Regions from separate parts of the Mus musculus genome. Here all the other regions are linked to region 3. Evidence: chromatin contacts called from public Hi-C and promoter capture Hi-C data. All regions are on one chromosome and are shown on one strand. The core of a region is the stretch at or near the end of the contact, and the rest is flanking DNA. Distances in the headings are between cores, read along the strand shown.

Evidence for each region. A called contact is a pair of places that touch in the nucleus more often than the background predicts. Capture Hi-C pulls out chosen DNA fragments and counts their contacts.
Region 1: a promoter capture Hi-C map of adipose tissue shows a contact between it and region 3. The contact joins the promoter of Slc27a2 here to the promoter of Trpm7 in region 3. A contact is called at or near these places in 2 of 9 other capture datasets (adipose tissue and liver).
Region 2: a contact with region 3 is called in a Hi-C map of forebrain, with 4 times the contacts expected there. The contact joins the enhancer-like site here to the promoter of Trpm7 in region 3. A contact is called at or near these places in 2 of 39 promoter capture datasets (hippocampal neurons and macrophages), 1 of 484 Hi-C or Micro-C datasets (forebrain), 1 of 115 datasets of contacts at active chromatin or transcription factors (memory CD8 T cells) and 1 of 9 other capture datasets (adipose tissue).

Annotation. Positions count from the first base shown.
Region 1 is chr2:126,551,660-126,554,818 of GRCm38.p6, forward strand. It overlaps Slc27a2 (solute carrier family 27 (fatty acid transporter), member 2), which reads left to right and starts at 1,365. Exons shown (of 10, transcript NM_011978.2): 1 at 1,365-1,973. The coding sequence starts at 1,496.
Region 2 is chr2:127,180,684-127,184,379 of GRCm38.p6, forward strand. No RefSeq gene overlaps it. Among named protein-coding and RNA genes, the nearest start is that of 1810024B03Rik, 26 kb to the right of the region's middle. Within about 2 kb of position 2,243, at least 362 of the 459 cell types and tissues checked have an H3K27ac peak or open chromatin away from gene starts, as enhancers often do. A contact at or near this core is called in adipose tissue, forebrain, macrophages and 1 more, where this site is marked.
Region 3 is chr2:126,874,301-126,877,974 of GRCm38.p6, forward strand. Trpm7 (transient receptor potential cation channel, subfamily M, member 7) reads right to left here and starts at 1,961. Exons shown (of 39, transcript NM_021450.2): 1 at 1,674-1,961. The coding sequence starts at 1,676.

The sequences.
Region 1 (3,159 bases), core at 115-2,614, 320 kb before region 3:
ACACTGTGACTCACAGTGCTGAGAGAGTGGTTAATGACCTGGGACCAAACTGGTTCCTCTTTCATATCTCACATATTACTAGATATTCTTTAAGCATAATATTTTTATTAATTCTTTGAGAACTTCACACATACATACAATGTATTTGATCATATTTACCCCTAAATATTTCCAGATCCGATCTCTCTTCCAGACCCTATCACCTCTCCTTGATGCCCTCTTCCTTTTTCCAATAGATCTCAATTCAATTTGTACAGTATATACACTTATCTGTGTGTGTGTGTGTGTGTGTGTGTGTGTGTGTGTGTGTACAGTTGGGCCGTAGGGCCATCCACTAGAGCAAGGTCGACCTTCTAGGGACCACATCGCTAAAGAAAACTGACTCTCCTTCCCTCCTTAGCCCCTTCCAGGGTTTACACAGGAAACCACAGCTGCAGTGGACATGACAAAGAATCACCTAAACTTCCCTTTCTCCTCAGTGAACAAGCATGAAAGGATCATCTGAGAAGACCTCTGACGGTTCAAGACAAGTTATCTTACAACAATAATATGAATGAGCATGAGACAGAAGACTGTGACAACGAAGCACATCTTTACTTTACTTGGTAGCAAGCATGCTAACCTTGTACAGTACCACTACCTAGGGGCATTAATACATAGATCAAACTTCTTGAAGAAATGACTTTTGAGATATGCCATTATTTACTTTGTTTGCTTTGTGTGTTTTGGTAAATGTCGAACTGAGTCCACAATACCGTCGATGTTGGAAAGTGGCTCGCGTAACAGAACAAAATCTCAAAACAAATTAACAGGACCCCATTGCTCGAGTTCCGGAGTTCCCGAAACAGGCGAAGCTCACAAGAGGGGCTGGCAGGTGCAGCTGAATGCGACCACCTCTGGCGCTTTTGTTCAACCTTGAAACCTTCCCCACAGGAGACTGCCTGAGCAGAGAAGCAAACGTTAGAAACAAAGAGAGATCTAGCGGAAAGCCTCTGGGACCAAGGAGTGGAGGTGGGACTCTGAGTTGGCTGTGGCACCTGGTGCCCGCTATTAATAATAAGGCTGCGGTGCGTTTATAAGGTACTTGATTAAGCAAAGGCACTGCGCTGTGTGATAAGAATAACTAACCACAGCACCACGCCTTTGACCTTTTCAACGTGGGCTGTTTGCGCTAAGCGTTGTTTGCGGAGAACTAGATCTCATCTGACCCCAGACACTGAACACAAGTGCTGTGGCATCCTGGGCCACCCAGGCTGACAGGAGCGGCCCCCTGAGCGCACGAGGAGCCCCACGAGGGGGCGGGACCCACGGCCGTCCCGCCCGCACAGCGCGCCACAGGCACCTGCAGCCGAGCCGCCACCCGCAGTCGCAGCGCGTCCGGAGGCCGAGCCCAGTCGCCAGCTCCTGCTCTGCTCCTCTCCCGCCTGCCGCCGCGCTGCACGCCTCGAGCACTCCCTCGGCCCCGGCGGGGACCGGGGACCCCGCAGCTACCGCCATGCTGCCAGTGCTCTACACCGGCCTGGCGGGGCTGCTGCTGCTGCCTCTGCTGCTCACCTGCTGCTGCCCCTACCTCCTCCAAGATGTGCGGTACTTCCTGCGGCTGGCCAACATGGCCCGGCGGGTGCGCAGCTACCGGCAGCGGCGACCCGTGCGTACCATCCTGCGGGCCTTCCTGGAACAAGCGCGCAAGACCCCACACAAGCCCTTCCTGCTGTTCCGAGACGAGACGCTCACCTACGCCCAGGTGGACCGGCGCAGCAACCAAGTGGCGCGGGCGCTGCACGATCAACTGGGCCTACGACAGGGGGATTGCGTAGCCCTCTTCATGGGCAATGAGCCGGCCTACGTGTGGATCTGGCTGGGACTGCTCAAACTGGGCTGTCCCATGGCGTGCCTCAACTACAACATTCGTGCCAAGTCTCTGCTGCACTGCTTTCAATGCTGCGGGGCGAAGGTGCTGCTGGCCTCCCCAGGTGAGCTGCAAAACCGCCGGCCCTAACCCTGGAGGTGGGAGGATAGAGGCACTTGGTTTCGGGGTTGCAGTGTGGTGTGGGGCCGGGAAGCAGGAAAAGAGGTCAATTCCAGGTGTACGACGCTGATTAACAATCCTTATAATTCCTAGATGTAAAGTGGCCTGTCTTTCGAAGCGCTTCAGTCCTCCAATGCGGAGTCCAGATTGCGTATGATACCTAACACGGTGTTGAATACTAAACCACTCATTCTTACCTGTGTTGTTTAGAGATGGCAAGAAGAAGTGTGTATCCATGTTATGTGCGAGGCAGTTCCCACCCACCCTCAATGTTAACCCAGGGGACCGCTGTATATGCACAATGTTGTTTTTAATCTTCACAACTCATATCATGGGATTTCTATGTGCAGCCCAGAAATCCAAAGCTTCACGTGCAGTGTCTAAGGAAGACTTGGGGCTGTCCAAAGGGATCCACTTCTAAATCCATTCCTCCAATCAGAACTTAACACATTTACATTAAAATTCAGAGGGCCTTGGATGAGAACCGCAGTGGATCCAGCCCCTAGCTTTGGTAGACTTACAGTCATGGGAAAGTCGCTTCCCTGTCCCCGTCCTCTCTTTTCCTCAGCTCCCAGCAGTTAGTGTCTGAACAACACCCTTGCTGCTTCTCACAGTCAGTAAGGAGAGACCGGACCAGGAAAAAGTAAAAAGACATTAGTAACCATACAGAAGATGAGAGGATCCAACTCTTTGGGATGCCCATTGGTGCCAAATACTGTAATGGATGGTTTTAATATTCTGATAAATTAAAAATCACTCCTCCGTTATATGATTGAGGAAACATATAGAATTTTCCAGCCTAGCTCCGTCTTCAAAGCCCACGTTTCTTATACAGTGCCATCCTCTACACAGATGTATGCTTTAGAGCTTCAGAGAGTCAAGGGTCTATCTGCTCTGCCCTTCACTTCATAGCTCAGGAAACTGAGACAAACCAAGCAGTTTGCCTAGTGCCCTCAAAAGTCTAAATGCCCATTTACTTCTAAGAAACCAGGAAATGTATAAGCCTGCCCTATGTGACATAAAATACGTAATATGAAAAGCAGAGGCTTTGAAACTAAAGTTTATAAAGTAGAGAGATGGTTTTAAAGGCATCAAATAATGCAAAGGGCCCGGACCTTCGAAGATACTCC
Region 2 (3,696 bases), core at 993-3,492, 310 kb after region 3:
TCTGTTTTCCAATTTCTTCCTTGCCTAACCTTGGCTGTCCTGGAACTTGCTCTGTAGATTGACCTGGATGGAACTAAGAGATCTGTATGTTTCTCTCTTTTGAATTCTGGGATCAAAGGCTTGTACCACCACACCTGAACTTAAGCTTTTCTGTACTTGGAACTTGCTCTGCACAAGGCTGGCCTTGAACTCAGAGATCTGCTTGTCTCTGTCTCCTGAAATTAAAGGCATGTTCCATCATGCGTGGATCTAAGCTTTGTTGGTTGGGATCTTGCACCAAAGCTACCACCCCCATATTTTGTTTATCTCCTTGATCATTTGATTCAGCTTCATTTCACTTCCTGGTGCCCCATTAATACTTAAAACATACATTTTATATTTTTCCTTTCTCTGCTTGCTCCTTTTAATTAAAACACTCTTTATAAGACAAAACAAGAGAGCAAGGTCTCTGCTGGGATTTTTTTAAGACTTATTTTGTTAATGTAATTAATATAAATCTCTTTACTTTAGTCTCAGGTAGACTCTTCAGACAAGGGTCTGAACCATCTTCTTCACCAAAAACAGTCTCTAGGCCAGATACTGAAGTTCTTCTTCACTGAAACATCTTGGGCCAGGTCTGCACAGTACAAGTCACTCTCAGCAGCAGAGTCTTCCAAATACCTACTAGGATAGCCCAGTAAGCCTCAATAGAAACATTCCACTGCTTGCAACTACTCTGTGTCCCCCCAGCACACTCCTACCCAGCTACATAACAGAGTTAAGCAAGATTTCTGAATTCTTTTACATTGTTAAAATAAATAAATAAAATGTACTTGCTGTCTCTTAAGTATCAAGGAGCTGGGGTTATGGGCAGATGATTCATAGGATAATCAAAAGGGATCCTGGAATAAATAACCAAATTCATATGTAATAAAAAAAACCCAGGCTTTTGATCTGTATATGATGAGCTAGCAGGAAGATACTGCAGTACTTTTTAAAGTGTTTTTTCTGTAATGAGAGCTGAGCTATCTGGATATCTCTGGAAAGCAAACACAGCTCTTCAAGATTTTTTCCTAACATTCTAATGTCTGAGGTTAGAAATTCCAAGAATTACTTAGAGAGGTGACAGAGCTCTGTTAAAATGTTTTCTAGCAGTTATCCAGAGAAGGCTATGTGAAGAGTGAACACAGCAGATTTTTTTTTCCTTTCTGATTTTGATAACCCAAGAATTACTTTTAGAATTTTTCTAACAGTATTTTTGACTTGATTGGAAAAGCCAAGAATTTTTTAGATCAGTTTTTCTGACTTTGGTGAGAAAACTGAGGAGCTATCCAGAGAGCGTTTAGAATTTTTACTAGCAGAGAGAGCTGTCTCACGCAGAAAGCTAGCTGTCTCAACCACAGAGGTTTTAGAATAGAAAGTAAAATCAGTCTAGAGCACACAGACACAGAGAAAGCAGTCTGGGAAGCCATCTCATCTGGAATGCTATCTCAGCAGAACATAAGCCAGCAGCTTGGACCCATGATTTGAGTTCAAGTTGCTTGTTTCCCTGTTGCTCTCAAACACCCCTTCTCTTAGGAACCCAGACCTAGGTGAGGTTGGTCCTCTGCATTAGTGTTCTCTGTTCTTTCTGTACATTGATACATTTTTGTATCTATATATTTTGATACATTTATTGGTTAGATCACAGATAATGATTAACAAAGAGCTCCTTAGCCATCTACTTTTACAGCGTCATTTACTGGATGGTTAGCTAAGATTTTGTAATAGAAGATGAACATTCTAGAGGTATTTCTGTCCAATACTTTTATAATTTACGTATGTTTCTGCATGACTTTGAGCTAAGAATGCCCTTAAAAATCTCTGCTTTTACCTTGTGATCAAGTTCAGAAGAGGATTTAACATAGCATGCATAGGGGTAGGCAAACCTATATGTGAACTTATCAACATTCCCTAAGTAAAGTCTCAATGATTCCAAAAGGAAGAAGCGGAAGTGCCTACTGAGTGTTGTGACTGGAGCTCTGGAAAGCTCCAAATTTGCAATGTGGCCCACAGTGGAGAGAAGCGGGTAACTTAGCCAAGAGCAAATTGGAGTTGTGGGTCTTCCCCTGACCAGGGTGGGGGAAAAAGACCGGCAAGCAATTGGAAGAAAGACAAAGGTGGTACTGAAATGCAAATTTCTACAGATCCGGGAAAGGACTGGCCTCAGACTGGCAACCTGTGCCCGGAATTATTCCGCTGTGTCCCTTCAGCACACTCTAATCCAATGGGTGGTGTGTATGTCACTCCAGATTCACTAGCCAATTAGGACATCCAGACGGATCTGCCACCCAAAAGAGAAGGCGGGCTCTTCCGGGTGCGATCTTGCAAGTTCCTCTTTTAAATTTAGCTAGCAGTCTTGAATGTTTCTGCTTGATGTGTTCTGTGTGCCGCTCCTGGGTGCGGGGAGCTCAGGCAAGCCCAGAAGTTCCGACACGTTAAGTGCAGGGCAGTCTCCCACAAAGGGAGGAGCAGGCGGCTGAGCCCAGGGGGCTCTGTGGTAAACAGCAGCCTGACAGAAGCTGTTACTTGTGAGGTTCCCCTGTGGTCCTTCTCTCTCCCTGGGCCCGGCTGTGGGCTCGGAATAATCTCACTAGGGTGGCTGCATCTACACAAAGCATTTGGGGAAAGGGCTTCTGTGTAGAAATACCCTTGGCAGGATGCCAAACTTGGAGAGCCCTTGTTTCTATAGTTTCTTCTGTAAGTTTTGGCCTTAGCATTTAGGCATTTTATAGCTAGGTATAAGTCCCATTTCGAGTTAATTTTGTGGAGCCTGTAAAAGGCATCTCGTGTGTCGGATAGCACTCAAATATTAAGCTGTGATGTAGAAGAGTAAAATTGATGTAAAGGATCGACTAATGCTTGTAGTGGCGGCAAGTCGAATGTAGGTGAGGGAGGACTGCCCCTAAAACTCCACACAGGTATGTGCTATGCTAAAAAGGCCGATTGGAGAATAGGATGCTAGAATACATGTGGTAGTTTACCGGGATTGTCCAGACATTTGTCCACAAACCATAAGGTAGGAGACAACTCTGCTTTACAATCATGAATTAGCCCCATCCTGACTTCAAAGAGCAGGTCTCTAACAAGTGGCTCCAAGGGGCAATATAGGGCCACAACCAACTTTAAGGCCTGGTGTGCCATAAAGGTCTGGTTTTCTTCTTGAGAAAAGCATCGTTTTGTCACATGGGCAAGACTACAGCTGGTGATAACTCTTTGAAAAGGAAAAACACTGTTTGGTGAGGACTGGCCTGGTCAAGCAAGGCATAGAACAGCTCCTTCTAGGTCTCCAGAGCCAATGCCAACCTGGGGCTCAGGCTTGGGAGCTTCCCCTAAGGCCCTGAAGTGCTGGGAATAAAATAGAGCTCCTTCTCTAAAGCAAGGACGGTGCTTGGGAGAGCGGGTGGAGGTCTGGGGCCAGGGCCTTCGGGGATGGCTTGCTTCAGACCCTGAGATCCCACCACATGCGGCTATGGTTATCAGTCCCGAGTCCAGTGTGGGCTTGGTCAGGAACGTTTTTGAGAGATTCTCTCTTCCTGTTTTTCCAGCTTTCTTTTATTAGCTCCTTCCTGTGGTTTTCTCACTGTATAGTAGTTTGTGCTGACTTCATAGAAGTCTCCTATCTTGTTCCATTTTCCCCCTGTAAGAAGTATACAAGATGCTGTTCTCCAGAAGCCT
Region 3 (3,674 bases), core at 711-3,210:
GAAGAAAAGCAAAACACAAACAAATTTAAGAAACACATTTTAAGCTATCCTAAGGTGTTACTATAACTCAGATGCATAGTGTAATGTAAACCACTCAACTCACTATTTATCAGGAATTAAGCAGGGAAAAAAAATAAAATTAACACTCTTAATTCTAAAGTTAGACTGTTCTCCTTACAGAATCAACAAGTTTATGCATGTCCAAACAATACTATGTGCCATATACGGTGAATTACTTACAAAACTAAAGCTATTGTTTTTTTTTGGGGGGGGGGGATCTTTCATCTGTTAATGAAAACGTTTTAAAAAATATGTAACCAGTATGTTCAAATGTATGCTGTTTACCATCTAAAATGAAAAACTAGATATATCACTGAATACTCTGTGCTTAACGGCTTTCAAGGCACTTGGATTCAACTCACCCTCCAGTAGAGTCCCTTAAATCAAAGCCACAAGTATTTAAATGAAATGATTTAGCGGAGACAGAGGCACTTTAACTTTCCTTTCAGAAACTAGGAAAAGCCAGGCGACAGACACCTGTGATTCCAGAGCTCAGGAGATGGACGCAAGAGGATAAGGAACTCAATGATAGACTCAGGATTTGAGGCCAGCCTAGGCTGTGTGTAATCCAGTCTCAAATAAAAGGAGTCTTCAGCGGCTGGAGAGATGGCTCGGCGGTTAAGAGCACTGACTGTTTTTTTCTGAAAGTCCCGAGTTCAAATCCCAGCAACCACATGGTGGCTCACAACCATCCCTAACAAGATCTGACTCCCTCTTCTGGAGTGTCTTAAAACAGCTAGCTGCAGTGTACTTACATATAATAAATAAATAAATCTTTAAAAAAAAAAGTAGTCTTCAATAACTTTACAAACGAAAGTGAGAAATGCAGTATTTATTCACATGTACTTTATAAGTAAGACACTTCTAAACCTAGCCCTAGCCCGACATGGTGGCGCACGTCTTTAATCTTGGGAGGTAGAGGTAAGCGGATCTCTGAGTTTAAGGCCAACCTGGTCTGTCTACACAGTGAGTTCCAAGCCAGCCAGGGTCACAAGCGAGACCTTGTCTCAAAAATAAAGAAAAGGCAGAAAACTAAACCTGTCTGACTTCGGCAAAGAAACACCAGTTTGCATAAAGCCTATCAAGTTAAACTACTGAGCAGGAATGCCTTTCCTGCTCAGATCCTAGATCTAAATGGCTTTCTTTGTAAGAACTCTCCAAATCCGGTTCCTGGCCTTAACAACAAAAGCTCTAGCCAACGCTGCAACACACCGACTCCCTCCAGTCTGCACATTGGCTTCAAACTGTCTGGGACAACAGATGAGGTAGTTCGACGCAGACCTGGCAACGCACGGTCTCAGCCTCCCAGGAATTGTCCCTTCCCTGTCGCCTGCTAAACAAAACCCCGAACCACATCGCAGTCTACACCGTCAAAATCGCTCCCGTTCTATTAAACAAAATAATAGTAGAAAATGTACCTGTAGAGCGTCTGCGGCACAGCCACCAAGTCACAGCTCGGAACCCGCGCCCTTCTCCTTGCCACACCACCCCAGCCCTCCCTCCCTTTCCGTGACGGCTCCGCTGCGAGCGGTGGCGCCCGGAGGGTCACGGAGCTCCCCGGAGCGCCGCCCAGGCTCCCGCGAGGCCCGCCCGCGCCAGGCCCGGCTCCGTACCATTCTCCTCACGGGGCGGACTCCGGAAGGGCAGCGGCTCCTCCTCCACCTCCGCGGCCTGCAGCCATCTATCGGAAAGCGTCTCCGGAGGCGGTGGCACGGGCCACCGAACAAGGACAGCCCCGGGAAACCTTCTCAGAACTAACTCAGCTCCAGCGCTAGCAGCAGAAGTCGAGTCTTTCATAATTGTGCGACCAGCTCCGCCGGGTGACTGGCCACAGGGACGCGCCCGCGCCCGCCTCCGCCGGAGACGGGGCCGCGGCAGCCACGTGACGGGGCCGTCGAGTGCGTCGCGCGGAGGGCGTGTCACGTGAAGGGCGCGCTTACTGCGGCCTGCCCCTAAGCTCCGCCGGCCGGGAAACGCCGAGCTGCTGCTTTCCCTGGTGTTGCTGGCTTCGGCTTCCCCTGCCTCTGTCCACGAGAACTTGTTCCGCTTTAATGACCAGATTCCCCGGCTTCGCCAAAACTTAGCTCCCGGCCGCGCACGCTTGTCTGTTTCTTTTGCTATCGCATCTGTCTACGTTGGTTATTAGCGATCTCTTCCCGCACGTTATCCTTTCCCATCAAGGGTGCAATCCGTTTTTTTTTTTTTATCAACACTGCTATTATTAGTGACTTATTTTAGGTGTATGTGTGTTTTGCCTCATGTATGTCTGTGTACCATATGTGTGCAGTGTCCTCAGAAGACCGTGCTAGATCCTCCAGAACTGGAATTTCAGACATTTAGTGTTATTTGAGTTCCTTTGTAGCCCAGGCGCCTGGCCTAAAATGACCTTGAACTATGGATTCTGCCTTTAACCCCACACTGCTGGGATTGCCGGCTTTTGCCATCCTGAAAGTTTTTTGTTTTTTGTTTTTTTTTAGATCAGGAGTAGTGGCACATGCCTGTAATCCCAGCACTCCGAAGGCTAAGGCAAGAGGACTGCAGTAAATTCCAGGCTATCGAGGATTAGAATGACACCATCTTAAAAACACAAAACCAAACCTGCTTTTGGCACATCATCTTTCTGTATGTATATTATGGGTATGGAGAGTCTTGGAACCAATTCCCTACAGAGACCTAGAGACATTTTTTCTTACAATTTTAAAGGCTCCTCTGCCTGAAGGGCTGTTCTGCCTCTATCTTTCCTCTTTTAACTCTGGCTAATCTCAAATTTACTGTAATCCTCCTGCCTTAGATATACATCTTTAAGTATACATTAAATCAATAGATGCAAAACCTAACAAAATACAAATGTGTATTTCTTTAGATTAATAAAATGTTCAGTATAATTTTATTTCCAATTATTTTCCTTCTTTGGTTGGTTGAGTCAACCTAGAACCTAGGTATAGGGCGAGCCAACTGCACTAGCCTGCTCTGTGTCTATAGATGGACTGTGGATGGACTAGCTGAAGTTTCCTACAATGTGCACGTACCTTGGTTTGGTTTAGCTTCTTCCATGCTGCATAGTTATTATCTCCCAAGCAATATGACCCACAGTTCACTGAGCCAAGCCTCTTCAACAAACTAATCCAGCCACTCACTCTTTCTCTTACAAGTTTTGTGGTGCTTATAAATCATCTTCAGGCATTCCCCACCTTGTAGGCCTAGGAGGAGCAGTGTTTTTAAGTGCTTCAAGTGCTGGCCATGGTGGTACATGTCTTTAATCCTAGCACTTGGGAGGTTGAGGCATGCTGATCTCTGTGAGTTCAAGGCCAATCTGGTCAACATAGCAAGTTCCAGGCCAGCCAAAACCACATAGACTATGTCTCAAAAAATAAAAATAAAAAAATGTCTTAATATACATGTTGTAACAGTATCTGATGAATATTCCAGGGATCTTGATTAACATGTGATCATTCAATAACTATTTATCTTTGAAATTTCAACTGGGTTTATACATTTTGTGACTTGACTATCTTTATAATCTAGAAGACAGGACAAAAAAGAAAATCAAAATATAACAAAATGAAAGTACTTTATTTCTTGTTAACTTTATAATTCTGGTTAAAAAGGAAAAG